Regions from separate parts of the Capra hircus genome. Here region 2 is linked to region 1. A link is a contact called in public Hi-C data. All regions are on one chromosome and are shown on one strand. Each heading gives the region's core, a stretch centred on a gene start, on an enhancer-like site or on the middle of the called end of the contact. The rest is flanking DNA. Distances are from core to core; before and after follow the strand shown. Region 1 has its middle 17 kb from the start of PSTPIP1. Region 2 overlaps PSTPIP1 (proline-serine-threonine phosphatase-interacting protein 1).

The links. Hi-C and Micro-C count contacts between places; a contact is called where the count stands out from the background.
Region 2: a Hi-C map of blood shows a contact between it and region 1, with 3 times the contacts expected there. The contact joins two enhancer-like sites. A contact is called at or near these places in 2 of 5 Hi-C or Micro-C datasets (both in blood).

Annotation. Positions count from the first base shown.
Region 1 is chr21:31,665,065-31,670,452 of ARS1.2, reverse strand. No RefSeq gene overlaps it. Among named protein-coding and RNA genes, the nearest start is that of PSTPIP1, 17 kb to the left of the region's middle. Within about 2 kb of position 3,027, at least 2 of the 5 cell types and tissues checked have an H3K27ac peak or open chromatin away from gene starts, as enhancers often do.
Region 2 is chr21:31,713,782-31,719,169 of ARS1.2, reverse strand. It overlaps PSTPIP1 (proline-serine-threonine phosphatase-interacting protein 1), which reads right to left. Exons shown (of 15, transcript XM_005695113.3): 4 at 464-498; 5 at 132-238. Among named protein-coding and RNA genes, the nearest start is that of PSTPIP1, 32 kb to the right of the region's middle. Within about 2 kb of position 2,624, at least 3 of the 5 cell types and tissues checked have an H3K27ac peak or open chromatin away from gene starts, as enhancers often do.

The DNA of each region.
Region 1 (5,388 bases), core at 1,778-4,277:
GGCAGCAAGACATGAATGATCAGGCAAACAATGGCAGCTCTGGGGAACAGGGGTGAGGGGAGAGGCTGGAGGCAGAGGGACAGCTCTGGGGAACAGGGGTGAGGGGAGAGGCTGGAGGCAGAGGGGCAGGGGAGGACTCCAGAGAGACGTGAGGAGGCTGGCCCCGGTCCCGGATGGATGGATGTGGGAGAAAGGTGTATGGGTCTGGCTTCTGACACTGTCTTTCTCTGCTCCTAACAGCTGGGGTTCCCTGCTGGCCAGCCTCAGCCTCACCCCATCCCAGGGGTCAGTCCTGACTCAGGAAAGGAGGACAAGAAGGCATCCAGCCGCAGGTATCATCAGCTCTGGCTGTCGTCAGTTTCGTATCTGGATGAAGCACAATAACACACAGTGGGCACTCAATCCATTACTGTAAGCCTAGACCCTGAGCCACACTTTCCAGATAAATGTCACTCTGGATGTGGGACCGCCCTGCCCACAGCCTGCCAGAGCTGGAGTCCTGGCCCTGAATCCCAGCTCAAGTTGCCTAGAGCCCAACACTAGGAGCCATCTGCCTGCCCAGCCATGACACCCGTTAGGTTGGGATAGTAGAAAGAGGTAGGAAGATTTGAAGCCAGACAAACTGGGGCTCAACTTTAGCTCTGTATTCTTGGAAAGTTACTCAACGTCTCTGAGCTTCGTTTTCCTTATTTATAGGAATCAGCCAACAATACGCATATAACAAGATGTTAAAGACGGGGCTTTTCCGCTCCCGCAGAGTCCTGATTGCTGTCCAAAGGTGAAGACAAGAAGAGACTTCAGGGAACTACTTGTGCTTGCCAAAAGGGGCTCCAAACAGACCACGAATGGCTGCCCAACACCCGCCTTCGGCTCCATATGGAAGTGAGGGCAGCAGAAGACTGATGAAGACGATTCTGAAGACAGTTTAGGGGAACGCTGATGTTTCTTTTCCTCTTCCCTCCTGCAGATTCCAAAAATGGCCTTAGGGCTTGATCGAAAGCTCTCTCTCTCTCTCTCTCTCTCTCTCTCTCTCTGGAGAAATTCTCATCTCTGCTTTCCTTGAAGTTGGCTGTGCTCCCAGGCACACTCTTTCCATGTCATGGCTGCTCAAGGCTTATATCCTTGTTTTAATATCCTCAAACAAAGAAGAGACAGCTTCTTATTCAAGAGTCCAGTCAAAGTTCCAGCCTGACTTTCCTTTGCCGGATTGGGGTCATGTGCCCATCTATGAACCAATCACTGTGGCCAGTGTGGGATGTGCTGCCGTGATTGGCTGGATCTGGGTCACATGTCCTTTCCCAGAGCCTTGTGGATCAAGAGTAGAGGAGGGAAAGGAGAGGGCTGCAGGAGGGAAGGAAAGGGGTGTTGGGCAGAGGGAGACCTCCATAATCCCTGCTTCAGCCTGGGTGCCGCCTTTCTTGATCAGCATGTCTCCTTCCTCCCCATTATTCTCTGTCTCAGCACCTTCCCGATTTCCTTCATTGTTCATATTGCTATTTAGAGTTACATAGTGGCTTCCTTGAGCTTCCCAGGTGACTCAGCGGTAAAGAATCCGCCTGTCAATGCAGGAGACGGAAGCGACCCCATGGACCGTAGCCTGCCAGGCTCCTCTGTCCATGGGATTTTCCAGGCAATAGTACTGGAGCGGATTGCCATTTCCTTCTCCAGGGGATCTTCCCAACCCAAGGATTGAGCACGGGTCTCCCTCATTGTAGACAGACGCTTTACCGTCTGAGCCACCAGGGGAGTAAAGAATCCGCCTGCCAGTGCAGGAGACGAAAGAGACGTAGGTTCGGTCCCTGGGTGGGGAAGATCCCCTGGAGGAGGAAATGGCAACCCACTCCAGTATTCTTGCCTGGGAAATCCCATAGACAGAGAAGCCTGGCAGGCTACAGTCAATGGGGTTGCAAAGAGTCGGACATAACTATGCACACACGCATAAATATACTATTTGTCTCTACTCGCCAATATCGGCTCCAGACCATTGGAACCACACAGCTCTTGCTGCAACTCGCCCAGTGCCTGACATCTAAGAGGTGCTCCGAGAATAGTTGTGGCATGAATGGGTGTTACCCTCATAGTGAGTGCCCTTTCTCCAGGCAGGGACCATGCTTATTTCCTAAGTCTGTCACCCGCCCCTGCCCTAGGTTGCCCCAGAGGTGCTTACACTCGTCTCCCCACACTCCCAGCCCCAAGCTCACTGGCCTGCCCCAGGCTCTCCTTAACTGAGGGTCATGCCCATGGGACAAAGGTCCAGAGGGCAAAGAAAAGTCCTCCCCAACACTGTCCTTCCACCGCTCACTGCGTGTGTCATTCACAGAAGTTGTGGCTGTGTCTTTCTGGAGAAGGCCATCTTCAGGTCCTACCAGGGAAGGTCCCTGCTTTCCTGCTAGGAGGTGAGGAGGCAGGAAACAGAAGTGCAGGGCCAGGCAGTGTGGAGGGAGGGCTCAGCCTCTCTCGGTCTGCATTTTGGAGGGTCTCCTCCAGCAAGGAGGAGCAGGTGGTGCTATTGGAGCAAGGCAGCAGGGAGCCCAGGTACACGCCCAAAGGAGCTGCCGTGTTTCTGCCTGATCCAGTTTCCCTTCATTCTCCCCAGGCCTTTATCGCAGGGTCTTTACCATCCGTGTGAGGCACCGCTGAGCTGTCACTTGGGAGCTGCCCTTGGTTCTTGCTCAGAATCTCTGATGTTGGAGGAACAGCGCCCCCTGAAGGCTGGCGGTGTGGGGCAGTGAAAATCAGCAAGAGCCCCCTCGCCCCCATCTTATGGCTGGAAGAGCTTTGTGTCAGAGTCAATCTGAGGGTTTCTGAGTGTTTTTTAGTGTGAGAAGCCTGAGCCTCTCGACTGCAGTCCAACAGTTAGTGAAGCTGCCCCCCCAGAGGATCGCCTGGGGCCATGGGCAGGTGCGAGGGAGTCACCTGACCCCAGAGTGTCCCTGCTCAAGTCTTCTGCCTGTGGAGACCCGGCCCCAGTCACTTCCCAGCCTTGGGGTGAGGGCTGGCTGTCCCCCTATCCAGAGCTGTGCAGGCGGGGCCAACTCAGCATTCAGGACTTGCCAGCAAATTCTTTGGTGATGCTGGGCCTCTCAGCTGGACCCCGCGATGTTGTCTCTGAGAGCAGAGAGGGGGAGAATGGCTGCTCCTCAACTCTGGCATTCCTACCCCAAATCCTGTAGTTTTAGGAGTTCAGCCTAGTGGTGCAGGGAGGATGGGAGGCGGCGTGTCTCTTCAGACTTCCGAAACGTCTCCTCCAGGCACAGGGAAGGGGTTTTGGCACTGGTGTGCTTGTAGGTTTCCAGACTAAAACCTCCATCTCAGTCCTATGACCCAGAAATTCTGTTCCTGTGCCCATGATGGAGAAGGGAGGGGCGGCCTGAGAGTCCTCCAGCGGGGGCGTGAATGAGTAACACGTGGCTGATGCACTGTAGGCAGACTCAGCAACGTGGATCTTAAAATCAAAAGTGTTCAGTGAAAAAAGTAGGAAAGCAGATGAGATTTTATAACAGAATACCATTTCCGTACATTCATGATACAAGTATAGGTGGGTGCTTATTTTTAGCATTGTACTATTGCCTCTGGTATTAATAAAATGAACATGACTATCTGCTATCAATGTGTAAAAGATTTCAAAGACTCTGCTTATTTTTAGGGTACTAGGGGAACATTTTTCAACCAAAATTTGTATGCTCACTTTGTAGACCAGCATGATCATATGATAGTTCTCCTATGTTAAATTATTTTTATTTTGCAATTTCCCATACTTCTTATAGTTGAAAGGTATTACAGTGGTTACTCTCAATAATTCTGTACTAGTTCAAATGTACCAAAATTATATCAATTGACTTTGGAATAGTACACCTAAGTGGAAATGTAAATTCATGTGTTATTCACAATATATTTTTATCCCTCAAAGTATTTTTCATTTTCACATTGCCCAGGCCCTGAATTTAGAATGATACGCTTATTCAACATTTGGATTAAAGTCCTGATAATGTATGCTTCTAAGTTTCCCCTTACACTTAAGAAAAACAAATTATTTTCTGAGTTAAAAAAATATATTCACACAAAACACATGCAAGAACACATACAAATAAAAAGATATGCATTAAGCACATTAGAGTGCTTACCTATAGTGGATAGGAGAACAGGCGGGAACTATGGGATAAGTGCCTTAGACAGCAAGGAGATCAAGGATTCCTAAAGGAAATCAACTCTGAATATTCACTGAAGGACTGATGCTGAAGGGGAAGCCCAAAACTTTGGCCACCTGATGTGAAAACCCAACTCATTGGGAAAGACCCTGAGGCCGGGAAAGATTGAGGGCAGAAAAAGAGGGTGACAGAGGATGAGATGGTTGGATGGCATCACTGACTCGATGGACATGAGTTTGAGCAAGCTCTGGGAGATAGTGAAGGACAAGGAAGCCTGGTGTGCTGCAGTCCATGGTGTCTCAAGCAGCTGGACACAACAACTGAACAACAACAATGGGATAAGAAGAAATTCATTAATTCAAAATGAAGGAAGAGGCCTTACTCAAAGATGATAATGGACCATGAGGCTAAGTAACTCAGTCTCCCTGCACACAGCCAAGGGCAAAACTGATGAAAAACCCTGCAAGCTCCAGTCTCCAAGCCCAAAGTGAAGTCCATCTGCTCCAGCTCTGGGGCAAAGGTCTTCCAAGAGTTTCAGTCAACAGCACAGTGGCATTTGGTTTATCACCCACCCATCCAGAAGATTCCTAGGAATGTGTGGTCAAGGCTCAAGAAATTGCACCCTAAAAAGACTATGAGACTGAGAAATGCGCCCCCTAGAGGCCAGGAGGGTGGTCAGAGGTCTGTTTGAGTTGAACCAAAACTTCAGGAGAATAGAGGCTGGGCAAACTGTCCTGGCCGACCTCTAAGGCCTTGATTGCCTAACAGCTCAGGGCTCGGGCTGCTGCGACTATGACGGCATGGCCCTGGCAGTGCACTGGCCAACTGGAAGCCTGCTGGGCTTTTTGTCCTTATATCCCGCTCCAAAATCAGCCAGGATTCCAAGGACACGAGCCTCAAAAGCACTGCCTTTCTTACAGAGCCCTGAAAAACTACCAACCTTTGATGTCTGTGATTTGTTCTGTATCACATATAGGAGCCCTCAGCACAATTATAGAGAAGACAAACTTGGGTGGAAGTCAGTACCATTCCTAAAGTCCTGTGCTCATTCTTCACTCTTCCATGCAGGGCCAGGGACTCTTTGGCTGCACGAGTCCGTCCTGTGAAAAGACCTGATGCACTTGTTCTCACTAAGGCGTAAGGGTTTGAAAAGTTTCCCTTTCTAGAACAAGCAAGATGCTTTAAGAGCCCGGTGTGCACTGTGAAAGGAAAATTAAAATGGAGTCAGTATTGCTAAGAG
Region 2 (5,388 bases), core at 1,375-3,874, 49 kb before region 1:
TCTCCTCCAGATCACCACCACCCCCGAGCCTGGGGTGCTGCCCTGCCCTCCATCATGAGGACCCAGCCTCCACTACCACCACAGTGACTGCTGCAGTCTCCCACCGGGCCCATCCCCAGCACCCGCCTCACCTTCTTCCTCTGCTCCTTCTGCCTCTCACGGAACTCCTCCAGGCTCCGCAGCTCCTCGCGCAGGGCCAGGGCCAGCTGGATGTGGGAGCTGCCCACATTCTCCATTTCTGGGGGCAGAGTAAGGACACTGGTCCCTGGCATCAGACCTGATGGGCCCCAACCAGTGACACACTCGCCCCTGCCTGGACCAGCCCAGCCCCAACCCCACAGCTCGTCTCTGCCACCAGCCTCAGTTCCCAACCGGAATCCACTCGTCTCCATCGGTGGGGATCTGCTGTTCCCAGAAGGTCCTGTCCCCCTGCAGCCCAGGGTGGGGAACAGGCGGGACTTACGCTGCTTCAGAGAGTCAAAGGAGGCCCTCAGGGAGCTGCAAAACAGCAAGACCAGGGTCAGTAGAAAGACCAGGGACTCCAGGGGCACCTGGAGTCCTGGCTGGGCCCAGGGACTTTTATTTTGGTGGGAGGGCCCTGGGTCACTCATACACGCTGACCTAGACCCGAGGGACCTTCACTCAGCCCATGACCACTGACTCAGAACTCAAGCTGGGATTTCTGGAATGCAAAGTGCTCTCTTTGGAAATTACAAAGCAATCAATGCCCAATACCGCCCCCCCTCCCCCCACCAATGCTCTTGGCTTCTGCACATCTTCAGGCCCTCCCTCTCTCCCTGGAGCCCCTCCTCCAGATGAACTGAAGCAGGAGAGGGTGGGGGGGGGGTTCAGACTTAGCATGGGGCCTGAGGACGTCTTGGAGGGAGATGAAGGGAGGCTATAGGGGAAGAGGGTGACAAGCAGGGCAGAGGTGCTGAAGGGGAGAGATGTGGGGGCCTTCGGGCAGGAAGAACGGGATGTACAGTTGAGTACAGCGAGAAGCTGAGGGGCTCCCTGGTCCCTGGCTTGGTGGCTGAGTGGATAGTGGTGACACCTCTGAGAGGGCCCAGGAGAGAATATGGGGAGTTACTCTGGGGAGCACTGAGCTGGGGGTGCTTGAGAAAACACGGTAGGAGGCATCAGTCTGAAGCAGACATTCGGGAGCTGCCCTCTCCAGGAGGACACCAAGGAGGAAGCAAAGGGAAGGAGCGGGCTAAGCATGGGAAGCGTGGAAGGAGATGCCCGAGGGTAGGGTTGCCAGGTGGCGTAAATAAACACACAGGACACCCAGTTAAGTTCACATTTCAGATAGACAACAAAAGCTTTTTGAATATAAACATGCCCCATGTAAAATTTAGAACATACTTACATTTTAAAAATATTTGTTATCTGAAGCTTAATGGGACGGTCTATATTTTATCTGGCAGTCCTGCCAAGGAGGCTGTCACCCAGAGAGATGAACAGAGGTGAGGTCTGAGCTAAGATGTGGGAGCTCACTCAGGACCCACTCCTGTCTGCTGCTGATGGGTGAGGCGCACCTTGTTCAGAACAGGACTGATGGGAAAGTGCCTCTCCCAACTCATCCGCTCTCCCACAGAGGCCTCTCTGAGGGGCGAGCTCCCCCTCCTGGCAGAGGAGGGAGGTGGCTTGGAATCCCAGGTGAGGAAGCTGGCTAGAGCTTCCTGCCCTTGACTCCCATGTGCATTAGAAGCAGACCCTGGAGCCAGATGCCTGGGTTCATTCCAAGCTGCGCCACACAGTCTCTGTATGACCTTAGACAAATGACCTAGCCTCTCTATGTCTCAATTTTCCCATCTGTAAAATGGGGATAATGATATCACAAGCAAAATGGTTGTGAGGATTAAATGAATTTATATGTATAAAGGTCTCTTAAGACCTGGTGCAAAGTAGATGCTTTGCAAGGGTTGCTGTCATTATGCCACCCTCCTCTGAGCCCACATCTGCACACCCTGACCAGTCCTGGGGGTCCCCCAAGCCCCTGAACCTGATCTCAGCTGTACCTCCCAAATGCCCCACCTAAGAGTTTACCACATGCACCCCCCTCTTATCAGAAATGCCCACTGAATTCGCCTTTGGGTTGGAGGCCTACCCCTGAAGCAGCTCCCATACAGTGGGCTCCCCTCCTGTCACCCCCTCATCCCTGTGGGCTGATGGGCGCCGAGTCTCCAAGTGCGCAGAGACGGTGTGCGGGGCTGCAGACTGGCTCTGAAGCGAGGCTTGTCTGCTCTCAAGGGTAAAATTCTCTGCCCCTGACCATGGCCCCTTACCCAAGGAGGCAAAAATACGCTGCCGCTCCTTGCTCACCAGGCCACCCGAGGAGCCAGAGCCAGTGAGGCTGATGGTGGCTCAGAGGGTAAAGAATCTGCCTGCAATTCAGGAGACCTGGGCTCGATCCCTGGGTCAGGAAGATCCCCTGGAGAAGGGAATGGCAACTCACTCCAGTATTCTTGCCTGGAGAATTCCATGGACAGAAGAGCCTGACAGGTCCATGGGTTCACAAAGAGTCAGACATGGCTGAGCGACACGCACGCGCGCGCGCACACACACACGCCAAACCTTGCCAGGTGAGGCGTCCTGTCACTGGCTGCATCCCTGTGCAGAGCAGCGTGCCTGCCCCCTGGTGGCCATATGACCACATGACACCCAGCGATACAGCTCTGCCCACCCCCGCCTGCGTGCCTGTGAGCGCGCGTGCTATGTCGCTTCAGTCGTGTATGACTCTTTTCAACGCTATGGACTGTAGCCCGCCAGTCTCCTCTGTCCACGGGATTCTCCAGGCAAGAATCCTGGACTGGATTGCTATGCCCTCCTCCAGGGGGTCTTCCTGGATCAAATGGCAACTCACTTCCTGATCAAACCCGCGTTCTGTTTTGTCTCCTGCGTCAACAGGCAAGTTCTTTACCACTAGCAAGCACCACGTGTGCTGAAGACTCCACCGACTCCACCCGCCAGAACCTCCTCACCGTCCTTGCAAGGCAGGCTTCATAAGGGGCTCCCTCCTCCCACGGGGACTCAGGAAACTGACCAGCAGCAGCACCTGGCAGTCCTCAGAAGCACAGCTTCTCCGGCTCCACTGCTGTCCTCCGGGAGCCAAAGCTCAGAGGCAGGGCCCAGCGCACTGTTTCAACAAGCTTCCAGGTGCTGCTGATGTGCATTCCAATGCTGGCCTCATTATTTAACGCTGGCAACTCTGCCAGGCAGGGAGGGCACCATCATTAGCCCCATTTCACAGATGAGAAAAACAAAGGTCAGAGAGGTGAAGAAACTGACAGTGGCTACACAGCTGGCAAATGGTGACGCTTTCTGCTTCTCACCAGAGGAAGGCGGGGTGGTGGCATGGTCACCCCACTTGCCTTGGTAGGGGGTGGAGAGGTCAGGACTCTGCCAGAACCGACACTTTGCCAGCGGTTACACTTCCTTCTCACACATGCATCTCCTGCCTCAGGCGACCCATTTACAGTTAGAGCCGCTCTAGGCCCAGCACAGCCAACTCTCTACACCCTGTCCCTCACCCACAACATGACTACATCCTGCCCAGACCCCTCCCAGAGGCCAGGGCCTGCAGCCTACTGGTCCTCACCTCCCTTTGGACCTCACATCCCACAGACACCTCAGAGTGTCCGAAACCGGGCTCTTCACCCTACAAACCTGCTCCTCCTCCAGCACTCCCTTCTCAGCAAAGGCACCACCACCTACCAGGTTATGCACACCCCTCCCTCCATCACCTTCTTTTATGCACCTCCCCAGTCTACCCATCCACCTCTCACTGCCACCACCCTAGGCCCTGCCCCATCACCTCCATCCCTCCTGCTTCACTTCTCGACTCTTATCCTGGTTCTTTGCCCACAGTCATTTGGCCACTCACCAGTTCCTCTTATATACCATGTTCCCCCTGCGCCAGGGCCTCTGCACATGCTGATCCCCTGTGTGCAGCATCTTTGCCTGGCTCTCCCTCTGTCTCTTCTGAGCACTTGTTCCTATTGTCATCTTAGGTTGATACACTGTCTATCACTGCACTGAAATAAGAGCCTGTTGAACAGGGGTAATGCTTGGTTCTCCTCCTCATTGGATCACAGCCCAATGCATTAAACTCAATACTCAGTAAACCCCAAGGCCTTTCTCAACTCCAGACCACTCAGGGAAATCATCACCAAGATTTCCCAGAGACTTTCGAACTGTGGTGCTGAAGAAGACTCTTGAGAGTCCATTGGACTGCAAGGAAATCAACCCTGAATATTCATTGGAAGGACTGATGCCGAAGCTCCAATACTTTGGCCACCTGATGCAAAGAGGCAGCTCATTAGAAAAGGCCCTGAAGCTGGGAAAGATTGAGGGCAGGAGGAGAAGGGGACGACAGAGGATGAGATGGCTGGATGGCATCACTGATGCAGTGGACATGAGTTTGAGAAAACTCCACGAGATGGTGAAGGACAGGGAGGCCTGGCGTGCTGCAGTCCACGGGCTCACAAAGAGCCGAACAGACTGAGCGGCTGAACAGCAACAACGGCTCTGCTGGGTCTCTACCATGTTCGACGGAAGCCCCGTGCAGCCCTCTGCCTCTGTTGTCAGCCCCGTGCCCTCCTATGTAACTCATCCCATCACCCTTTTCAACCTGGCTCTTAGGACACTCAGCCCAGAATTCTGCTTCAGACAGTTTGCATTTCCAGCGAAAGTGTCTCCTGTACTACCGTGTGGCCCACACAATCTCACTGCCCCTGCTTTGCCATCCTCACCCCTGCCCCCTGCCAGCCATGAGGCCCCTGCCTTCCAGCTCCCAGGAGAGGGCTCCTCTCACTGCCCCACTCCCCTGCTGGAGGCGGGGCCCAAGTGAGCTGGCCTCCTTAGAGGAAGAGCAGCCCTGGTAAGAACAGGGCCCCCTCTCTCACTGCAGTGTCTTCAGTGATACCTTCATTCTCTGAGCTCAGAGGAAGAGAGATGATGAAAAACAAACCCTTCTGACAGGAAAGCAGTGTCTTAGGCTTGACATCTGGGGGTGAAGCAGGGACATGAGTGTTTAAGGATTCAAGTGGGGGCTGTCCTTGCTCGCAGGTACTGTTGGATTGGCCAAAAAATTCAGTTGGGTATTTCATAACATGGAAAAATCCAAAAGAAATTTTGGGCCAACCCAATATAAAGGGACGCACAGGAAACTGACCCCAGCCCTGCCTCTATTCCCCTTTCTGAACCACTACCCTATGCAGCTTCTGCACTTGTGTGGCACTCAGTGCCCTACCCGGGGCAGGATGAGCAAGAGAGGGAGATGACAGCTTTCTGGGGGAGGCGGTATTTCAGGCAGAATTCACAGGGGAGATATGAGGGCATCAGCCAGAGCAAAGGCCCCAAGGTTGGAAGGAGAGTCAAGGGGAA